3 separate regions of the Pan troglodytes genome follow, and all the other regions are linked to region 1. The links are chromatin contacts, called in public Hi-C and HiChIP or PLAC-seq maps. All regions are on one chromosome and are shown on one strand. Each heading gives the region's core, a stretch centred on a gene start, on an enhancer-like site or on the middle of the called end of the contact. The rest is flanking DNA. Distances are from core to core; before and after follow the strand shown.

What was found. Hi-C and Micro-C count contacts between places; a contact is called where the count stands out from the background. HiChIP or PLAC-seq counts read pairs in DNA pulled down with a chosen protein or histone mark.
Region 2: a contact with region 1 is called in an H3K4me3 HiChIP or PLAC-seq map of stem cell-derived excitatory neurons, with 3 times the contacts expected there. The contact joins the promoter of PSMA7 here to the promoter of RPS21 in region 1. A contact is called at or near these places in 1 of 7 Hi-C or Micro-C datasets (stem cell-derived neural progenitor cells) and 1 of 1 datasets of contacts at active chromatin or transcription factors (stem cell-derived excitatory neurons).
Region 3: a contact with region 1 is called in a Hi-C map of stem cell-derived neural progenitor cells, with 2.0 times the contacts expected there. The contact joins the promoter of MTG2 here to the promoter of RPS21 in region 1. A contact is called at or near these places in 1 of 7 Hi-C or Micro-C datasets (stem cell-derived neural progenitor cells) and 1 of 1 datasets of contacts at active chromatin or transcription factors (stem cell-derived excitatory neurons).

Annotation. Positions count from the first base shown.
Region 1 is chr21:68,699,466-68,702,608 of NHGRI_mPanTro3-v2.0_pri, reverse strand. RPS21 (ribosomal protein S21) reads right to left here and starts at 1,648. Exons shown (of 6, transcript XM_016938253.4): 1 at 1,249-1,648; 2 at 997-1,064; 3 at 711-774; 4 at 471-542; 5 at 22-77. The coding sequence starts at 1,046.
Region 2 is chr21:68,451,825-68,454,967 of NHGRI_mPanTro3-v2.0_pri, reverse strand. PSMA7 (proteasome 20S subunit alpha 7) reads left to right here and starts at 1,484. Exons shown (of 7, transcript XM_514761.8): 1 at 1,484-1,774. The coding sequence starts at 1,679. SS18L1 (SS18L1 subunit of BAF chromatin remodeling complex) reads right to left here and starts at 1,262. Exons shown (of 12, transcript XR_001712340.3): 1 at 1,092-1,262.
Region 3 is chr21:68,493,148-68,496,290 of NHGRI_mPanTro3-v2.0_pri, reverse strand. MTG2 (mitochondrial ribosome associated GTPase 2) reads right to left here and starts at 1,725. Exons shown (of 7, transcript XM_514816.8): 1 at 1,623-1,725. SS18L1 (SS18L1 subunit of BAF chromatin remodeling complex) reads right to left here. Exons shown (of 12, transcript XR_001712340.3): 12 at 2,195-3,143.

The DNA of each region.
Region 1 (3,143 bases), core at 399-2,898:
AATGTGAGCCCCCAACCTTACTTTGAGACGATGCCATCGGCCTTGGCCAATCGGAGAATGGAATCATCTGACTCACCCTTAAGAAAAAAAAAAAAGCACACTAAGAATATTTCCACTCCGGCTGCCTGAGATGGCAGAAGGTCAGCTGTGCCACCAGCCCACGTCTCTCCCCCGCTGAGCGAATGGAGACAGGCGCAGAAGGGGAGCCACCTCTCCCGGGGCAGCCTGCAGCCTGACTATGGTGGAGCAGGGTGGGGGGGCACCTCCTAGTGAGAGGCAGAGTCTGCTGCCTGAGTGTCTTCTCAGAGCACCCCTCTTCCACCCTCAAGAAGCGGCAGGCGGCCAGCCCAGTCCAGCTGGCTCAAACTACTCTGCCAGCAAATCTACTCAGGCACCATCACACACTCCAATGCGCAAGGTAAAGTCCACGATGTCCCGAAGTGATGAGCAAAGCCCAGGGAAACACTCACCATCCTACGAATGGCCCCGCAGATAGCATAAGTTTTAAACTGGCCATTAAACCTGCCTGTGACCTTGTCAACCTAGAAAGAGAAGAAGGATCACAAACCACTCCCCCAGGTTTGGGAAACACCAATCCTCAAAGCCAGCCTCTGCCTGTACCTTCATCCTAGGGGCTCCTCCACAAGGGGACAGCCTGCCTTTCCCGCACATACATCACAACCTTCCCGCCTCCCGGGCTCCCAGCTCACCTCGGCCACGTTCATCTGGATGGATGCGTGGTCCTTGGCACCGATGATGCGATTGCTAGCGGAGCTGTAGAGAAAGGGCGCAGTGAGCAGAGGGGACTTGGGCGGTAAGAATGAAAGAGGGGACGAGTGAGGTTGGGGGTATATGAATGGAAAAGAGTAACGTCGGGGGCAGGACAAGTTAGGGACGTGACAAGGTAAGGACGGGAGGGGTGTGGGGGAACAAGGGCAGGCGAGGGGACGTGGTGGTTAGGTAAGGACGGAAGAGGGGCATGTGGGGGGCGCTTACCATTTCCGCGGCACGTACAGGTCCACGAACTCGCCGGCGTCGTTCTGCATTTCGAGGCTGGGCTGCGCCTGGGGAGTCACCGCGCGGCGCCCTGAGTACGGCCGGAACCGTGCCCCGGGTCCCGGCGCAAACCGGCCCCTAGGGTCACGGCCCCAGCCGCACCCAGCACCCCGCACCCCGTCCCCCGCGTCCAAGCCCCCACTCCCGCCCCTGCCCCAGCCCTGAGCCCGAAGCCCGCGCCGCGCGCCACACCTGCTGCCACCACACCGCGCGCGAGAGAGAAAGGAAGCAGCTAGTCACCCGGCAGAGATATCGGCGGGCAAGGAGGGGCCTCGGCGAGTGCTTCCGGGTCACGCCACCACAGCGAGTCTGCGCTGTGCGTGCTTGCCGGCCGTCGCCGTGACGCACTTCCGCTTCCGGCGAGGAGGTTCTCGGACCCCAGCCTGCTGGTCCTCGGGCGCGGGGCGTCGTGGGGGTCGTTGTTGAGGGTGGTTGCCGTGTGTGGCGTCTTAGCCTGGCCCCTGGGTTGTGCCCCACGGACGCAGTCGACCCCTGTGAGCGCCTCGGGAGCCCCGAATAGCAGCTGGGAGAAGGGGCGAGGACTGAGCCTCGCTGCCCGCTGTCGGCCGGGCTAGAGATACGGGCGTGCCCCCCATTGTGCGCCTCCCGCCCCCCCGGTCCCCTCACCCTGCGGCCACCTGGGGCGTGGGGCGGTGCTCCTGCCCATGCACGTAGCCGCTGCGAGCGGAGGCCTGCTCACCTGGTGCCTGCTACTCACTCCCCCGGGCCGGTGGGCGAAGGACACCCGCAGGAACTCGGCAGAGGAGAAATTCAGACGGCTCCCGAGGGTAGGAAAAGACCCCGGCCCACCGTGGAATCTGAAACACCCGACCACTCTGCCATCCCATGTTTCACCAGTCAGACCCCCAGGGCAGGGCAGGGGAAGCAGAATGCAAACTGGGGCACCGTTTCCCTGAAGCGTGTTGGCCGCATTTGTCGTAGTGCTTGAGGTGCATACCCTTGGACCCCGAAAACCCATTCCTGGGAATTTGCTCCAAGGAAGTAAAGATGTTACAAAGATGGACCCACGAAGTATGGTCGTTGGTTATGGGTGGGGTCTTGAGGAAGGCCTTGTTAGTAGCCTGAACCCTGTTGCCAGGAGAAGCTCCAAGCCGGTAGACGGAGGGAGCAGCGCGGCCTATGTTGGGGTCTTCTCTGGGCGGGGGACATGATCCTAGGATGTAGAACTAGCCTCAGAAAACTAAGACTCAGTGGCCAGGTGCGGTGGCTCAGGCCTGTAATCCCAGCGCTTTGGGCGGAGGTGGGTGGATCACCTGAGGTCTGGAGTTCGAGACCCGTCTGGCCAACATGGTGAAACCCCATCTCTACTAAAAATACAAAAAATTAGCTGGGCGTGGTGGCAGGCGCCTGTAGTCCCAGCTACTCGGAAGGCTGAGGCAGGAGAATGGCATGAACCCGGGAGGCGGAGCTTGTAGTGAGCTGAGATCCCACCACTGCACTCCAGCCTGGGCGACAGAGCAAGACCGCGTCTCAAAAAAAAAAAAGTTTTTTTATGTTTAATTTTTTGGGTACATAGTGGGTGTGTACATTTATGGGGCACATGAGATATTTTCATACAGGTATGCAGTGCGTAGTAATCACATGGGGTATATGGAGCATCCATCACCTCAAGCATTTATCCTTTGCGTTACAAATAATCCAATACTATACTCTTTTAGTCATTTTAAAATGTGCAATTAAATCATTATTGACTGTAGACACCCTGTTGTGCTATCAAACACTAGGTCTTATTCTTTCTGTTTTTTTATACCCATTAACCATCCCCATTTGCCCCCCTCCTCCCACTGTGCTACCCTTCCCAGCCTCTGGTAACCATCTTTCTACTGTCTATCTCCACAAATTCAATTGTTTTAATTTTTAGCTCCCACAAATAATAGTGCTGTGATAAACATCGTAGCACATGTATCTCTTTCTTTCTTTCTTTTTTTGAGACAAAGTCTTGCTCTGTCACCCAGGCTGGAGTGCAGTGGTGCGATCTCGGCTCACTGCAACTTCTGCCCCCAGAGTTCAAGTGATTCTCCTGCCTCAGCCTCCTCAGTAGCTGGGACTACAGGCATGAGCCACCA
Region 2 (3,143 bases), core at 235-2,734, 250 kb after region 1:
CTGGCACGTCATCAAGGAATAACAGCCTCAGTCAAGGTCAAGGTGAACCCCCTTAGGGAGACAAGCGGCTCCTGGGAACCTAGGAATACCACTGTTTATCCCTGCAATCCCACCAGGGTGAAGACGGAGTCAGAGTTTAGGAAAAAAAACCAATGTCATTCCAACAGATGTTGTGACAACTGAAACGGGTGTGGCTAATGCTGATTTTCTTCCGAATCTGTCTTCTACAGAAAAAACAGCAGAAAATACAAAGTCTCAATTTCACAACTTAGGGCTTTGGATAACGGTGTCCCAAACCCACGTAAACGCTGTCTCTTGAAAACCACAAGGCCGAACTTACGGAGCTAGAAGAAAGGCTGTGGAGCAAATCCGTCAAGTTTGTTAGGCGAGGCGGCTGGCGAGGGTGTCACGCTGAAACCCGGCGTAGCCGCGAGGATACGGAGGGGGCGGTGCGCTCCCTACGGGGCCGGGCTGCGTAACGATGCCCCCCAAATGGGGATCGGGACGCGTCCTTCCGTGCCTCCATCGTTCGCGCCTCGCTCCAGGAGCAAGAGGGGCAGCCCCGGCCACAGTCTCCGCGGTCGCAGTGCGCCCGGAGGCCGACCCGGGCCCCTCACCACTAACCAAGATGAGCGCAGAAAACGAGTACCGCCCGCCTTCGCCACCGAAGCTGGCTGCGGAGCGCGACGAGCCCTCGCCGCGGCTCCGGCCCCGAGGAGTCCCCGTGCGCCCGGCATAGCCCAGGACAGTTCCCAGCGCGCGCCGCGGACGCGGGTAACAGCGCGCTCGGGGGCCGGCAGCCTCCAGCGTCCGCCCGGCCCCCACTGCCCAGTGCCCCGGCCCGAGGGACCCGCGCGCCCCAACAAAGTTGGCGCAGGCTCTCCGGGGAGCGCCCCCCACACGGCCGGGTGCCCGCCGGCGCGCAGGCGTGGGACGCGGGGAAGGGCACGGGGCCGCCGTCGGGGCTCGCGGCCGCCCGGCTGCGCCCCGGCTTTGTTCGCGCCCCGCGCCCGCCAGCTGCCCGCGCCCCGTCCCCGCGCGCGCCCGCCCGCAGACCCGCCGCCCAGCGCCGCCGCTCCGGCCCGGCCCACCTTCTGGATGGTTTGCTGCGTAACCTCCCCTTTGCCTCTTGGCCGGGCAGACGCGAAGGCCACGGACATGGTGGCGGCGCGGGGCTCAGCCCGTGGTCATCGAGGTGGATACTCCGGCTGCGCTGGGCGGCCCGAGGCGCTCATTATCCGCAGTCGCGGAGGGGGGGGCAGGGGGCGGGAGCGCGGGGGGCGCCGCGTCGTGGGCTCGTCCGCCCCGTCGCCGTCGCCGCGCCTCCGGGCCCGCGGCGCCGCCGCTCCGCCCTGCAGAACGGTCTGCGGCCCAGTGCCGAACGGTGGCCCCCGGCGACCCCCTCGCACCCAGCGCCCGGCCCTCGCCGGAGCACCGCCTCCCACCCCCGGCCACCGGTGGTTCGGCCTGACCCCGCCCCGGCGCGCGCCATCACGTCCGCCCGCCGCCGCCTGACGCTGCCCGTCGCCGCCTGACGCCGCCCGTCGCCGGCAGCGCAGGTCACGGCGCCGAGGGTGGGGCGCGGGCGTAGTGGCGCCGGGAGTCGCGGGTGCGCGCGGGCCGTGAGTGTGCGCTTTTGAGAGTCGCGGCGGAAGGAGCCCGGCCGCCGCCCGCCGGCATGAGCTACGACCGCGCCATCACCGTCTTCTCGCCCGACGGCCACCTCTTCCAAGTGGAGTACGCGCAGGAGGCCGTCAAGAAGGGCTCGACCGCGGTGAGGCGCCGGGGCCTGCGCGGGGCCGGGGACGCGGGCGGAAGTGGGGCTGGGGAGCCGAGAGAGGGCCGGGGCCGGGCGCGGCGCTGTGGGCGCCCGCGGGCGTGCGCGGGGCAGCGGCGCGGGCGGTCAGGGCTGTAGCTGAGCGCGGGCCCCGCTGCCGGTCTCCACGAGTGCCTGCAGAGGCGGCGTTTGGCGTGAGCCGCGAGCGCTCGTTCTCCCCACTCAGCGCCTCGCTTGGGGCCCGGCCTCGCGTGGGGCCCCGGGCACGGGGGCCGTGACGACGCCATCTTGAGCACCCCTGGCCCCGGCCGGGCGCGTGGGTCGCGCCGCCGCCCCGGCGAGCAGAGGCCGGGCGAGGGCCGCCCTGGGCCGCGGAGCGCGGGGGGTAGGCCGTGCGCTCGCTGGGGGGCTGTTCACGCAGCCGGGTGGCTGGGGAGCGAACTACTCAAACCCCCCTTATGGGGACCCCCACCCGCTCCGGGGCAACACTAATTCTCTAGGCCCAGGTGGGCTTCGAGAACAAAGCGACTCGCTGGCCTGGCCGGTGGCGGGCGCCTCCCGGGTCTCCGCACTCTGCCGGGAGGAGCCTTCCCGGGGCCGGGCTGCAGCCGCCCGGGTCAGGACTGGTTTGAACGCGGCCGTTTCGTTTTGAGGAGGGCTCGTGTACATTGACCTTAGTGACATTGTTTGAAACTTAAATTTGTACCATCAAGACGTGTCAGTTTAATTGGTCAGCCTGTGAGATCGTTATTCTTTTATCACCTGGTATTCAGAGGTTTGAGCAGGCAGACAAAGCAGCACACACGGTTCTGTAAATTTTGAGTTGTTTTCATTTTCTGAATCTTTGTTTTGAAATGAAGGCCCAGTATTCATCAGGTGATCTAACTCAGCTTAAAGAGGACTAGGAGTCGGCTGACCCCTGTACCCACCCCAATACTGCCACCCCCGCCAGCTGGCCGCCGCTGGCTTTAACGAACCGATATAGCTTCTCTGGGCCTCGAGTCAGTCGAAGGTCAAGTGAGTCAGTACCTGAGAAAGCTCCCAGAAAACCCAAACACTTCAGATCAATACTTCTCAGCCAGGGATGGTTTTGGGCCCACACGGAGCCACTGGCAGTGTGTGGAGACTTTTCCAGTGGTAAGACCTTGCAGAGGTGCTCTTGGCATTTGGAGGGTAGAGGCCAGGGACGCTGCTCAATATCCCACCCGTGCTCAGGGCGGCAGGCACAGGGAGCTCCCCCTGCCCAGGTGCTCACAGTGCTGAGCTGGAGAAGCCCTGCTCTAAACCAGGAGGCGCTGTTTATCCCAATGATGGTTCCCTTTGTTTCTGGCTTGACTCGGGGTTGACTGTCAGTGATTGTTCATGC
Region 3 (3,143 bases), core at 476-2,975, 210 kb after region 1:
AACCTACTGGGACCTGGCCCTCTACCAGAGACGGGAGGCAGGAGCAGGAGGCCAGGACATGGACCTCCCTGCCCACTCAGACTGAGGCTCACACCTCCAGTCCAAGAAGCCCTCCCCAGTGACTCTTCTCCCTGTCCCGATCACTGCTGCCTTCCCTGATCCTTTGGAGTCCAGGAGTAGAAACTCCACTGCCACCAGTTCCAGGCTAAAGGACCAACTGTCATTTACCTGCACTCTGCCTTTGCAAACGGTCCCTTTATAAACCCTCCTCAAATCCTCCTGTGAGCATGAAACGTGATTTTTTTGGGGGGGGGGTATGTTTTTGAGACAGAGTCTCGCTCTGTTGCCTAGGCTGGAGCAGAGTGGTGCGGTCTCGGCTCACTGCAACCTCCACCTCCCAGGTTCAAGCGATTCTCCTGCCTCAGCGTCCCCAGTAGCTGGGATTACAGGCGCCTGCCACCACGCCCGGCTACTTTTTTGTATTTTTAGTAGAGATGGGGTTTCACCATGTTGGCCAGGCTGGTCTTGAACTCCTGACCTCGTGATCTGCCCGCCTTGGCCTCCCAAAGTTCTGGGATTACAGGCGTGAGCCACCGCGTCCAGCGGAAACCTGATTCTTGACTTTACATTTTTTATGCCCATCTAAAGCAGTGGAGGCTGAGACTCACAGAGGTTCAGTCACTTGCCCAAAGTCACACAGTATCCTCTGGCCTCCCTGGCATGCTGCTGACACCTGCATTTTATGGCAGGAATCTTCTCACTGAGGTTCGCGTACACAGACTTCCCAAGGGACTAAGGCCAGGATAATTTCAAAGGAATCCATTTTCTGCCCAAGTTTTGCTACGTTCTCTCTGCTAAAACAGAACTGCCTGAGGACGAACCTGCGTTTAAAACAATTTGAATTCTCCTTTCCCGTCCCCCTTTTATAATGGGTCCTCCCCTTTACAAAAGAAAGGTATTTCTCTAGTGACACTGCCCAACAACCCCTCTAATTCCCACCTACAGGTCTGTGTGAACGCCGTTCCTCGGTATCCACAGCTACGAGAACGTAAATGGGAATAGAACGGGTAACCCGCTCACTGGGCAAAAGCCACCCACGGACAGTGAATTATCTGGAAATGCGTCTCCCTGAGGCGCGTTTACAATACAAAACTTTATTGTTGTTTTATCATCCAAATGTGTACATATTTCTGTTGTTTTGTGCAACTGTGTACTGCCAATAATCACTTTAAAATGTTTAATACTTAGAGCGCTGGATCAAGGCAAATTCCTAACAACTTGACTCGGAACTCACACACGGCACCCATCCCGTGACAGAGCACCACCGGGGTGGCTGACAAGACTTCTGACCCCAAAACGCGGTTCTGCGGAGAGAGTAGGGCAGGACCGGGGAGCAAGGCGCCGCTCCCCACCGCCCGAGCGCTCGCTACTCCGGGGCCGCAGCGCTCGGTCCCGCCGGGGTTCGCAGCCCGGCAGCGCTCCAGGCCTCTCAGCTCCTAGGCCAGGGCCTCTCCCGCTCCCAGCGCCCCGGTACCCCGCGGCCCAAGCCGAGGCCCCTCCTTGCGCCCGGGCCGCGACCACCCCCCGGACCCACGCTCCCCGCTCCCCGTTCCCGCACTCACCGGCTCGGGAGAGCACGTCACTTCCGGAGCGTCGCAAGCGGCCGACCACTTCCGGGGCCTTTTGGCTCCGGAAGCCCAAGGCTTGCCCAGTGCGCAGGTGCAGAAAACACGCCGACGGACCGAGAGGCGACCTTGTCCCTGGTAGCGGAAGCAGGAGCAACAGCAGGAGGGCTGCGGAGCGCTCAGCTGCAGCCGCGCTTCTCGCCGGCGCCCTCGCTGCCCGAGCACAAGGACAGCCGCCCCGCCCGTTCCACCCGGTGCCCAGGGTCCCCCAGCTCCTCTGACCCCTCCGGCGTTTGCGGAGCCTCCCGGGTCTGACGAGGACACCGCCGTTGCCCGAGGAGGCTACGGGGCAACGCAGAGCAGGCAGTGGGGACCGCAGGGCAGCCCCGGGGCGCCGTCCCCACCGCCCTTACCCTGGCTTCGCCTTGCCGCCGCGGGGAATCCGGTGCGGACGCACGGGAACTCTGCCCGGGAGCCGAGGTGACAATCTACCGGGTCTTGGTAATAAGTATTTGCAAAACACATCACACCAAAATCCCGTTAACTTCATGAAAACTCACTTTATAGGATGATTTTTGAAGAACCAGTTTATTAAGAGATTACACCAAAAGCATAAACAATTTATACGTCAAACTCCGACTGAAAAAAAAATAACCGATAAGGATGTTTTTTAAATGTACTGTACTCACAAATAACAAGACAAATTTGACCTGTTCAATAAATAGAAGTGAAGTGGCTAAAAATTTTTAAATGGAAATGGAAAACAGTCTTCTTCTTTGTACAGTTTTGAAGGGGTGCCCCCTATTCAAGCCTATACGTAGAAAAACCCTGACAAAATCAGAGGTTCACTTAACACTCCAACCATATGAGCGTATTAAGGTTTCTTTTCAGATCTTAGGAGATCTTGTCCACCTTAATCCCATTCACAGATCTTAGGAGATCTTGTCCACCTTAATCCCATCATAAAGACTGTTGGCATGAGTTCTGATGTACTGTTTTAATATGCTAAGTACTGTTGATTCAACAACAAACCTTAATGGGTGATGAGCTTTTGCATACCAATATGAATTTGTCAGCACTTCTGAAAACTGGCCATCATTTTTCAAATTCACAATTTGCTGGATGTCAGGGAACAATAGGAAGAAGAATGAGCGTCAATTTTCATGTCTTCCTTTGCTTCTTCACTGGCCTTCCATAGAAGTAGTCAGAAAAAAACAAAGCACCATCAACCACACTTCACAAACAATTCATGTTGGCCTAAGCTTTGCTCAACATTCATATGACAGAAGATAGAATAATGAAAAGGAACTGCTGGCATCACTTTCCCCATAATATGACATAAAAATCGACAGCACATTAAATAAACATTCTGTTATTAATCATTAAATATATTAACACCAAAAATCATGTATAAATTAGGAAATAAATGTACAAACTATTTTGCAAAGTGCTTTTTAAAATATATACACAACATTCAAGATATTCTTAATGTAAGACATTTCAGATTGAAGTTTTGGG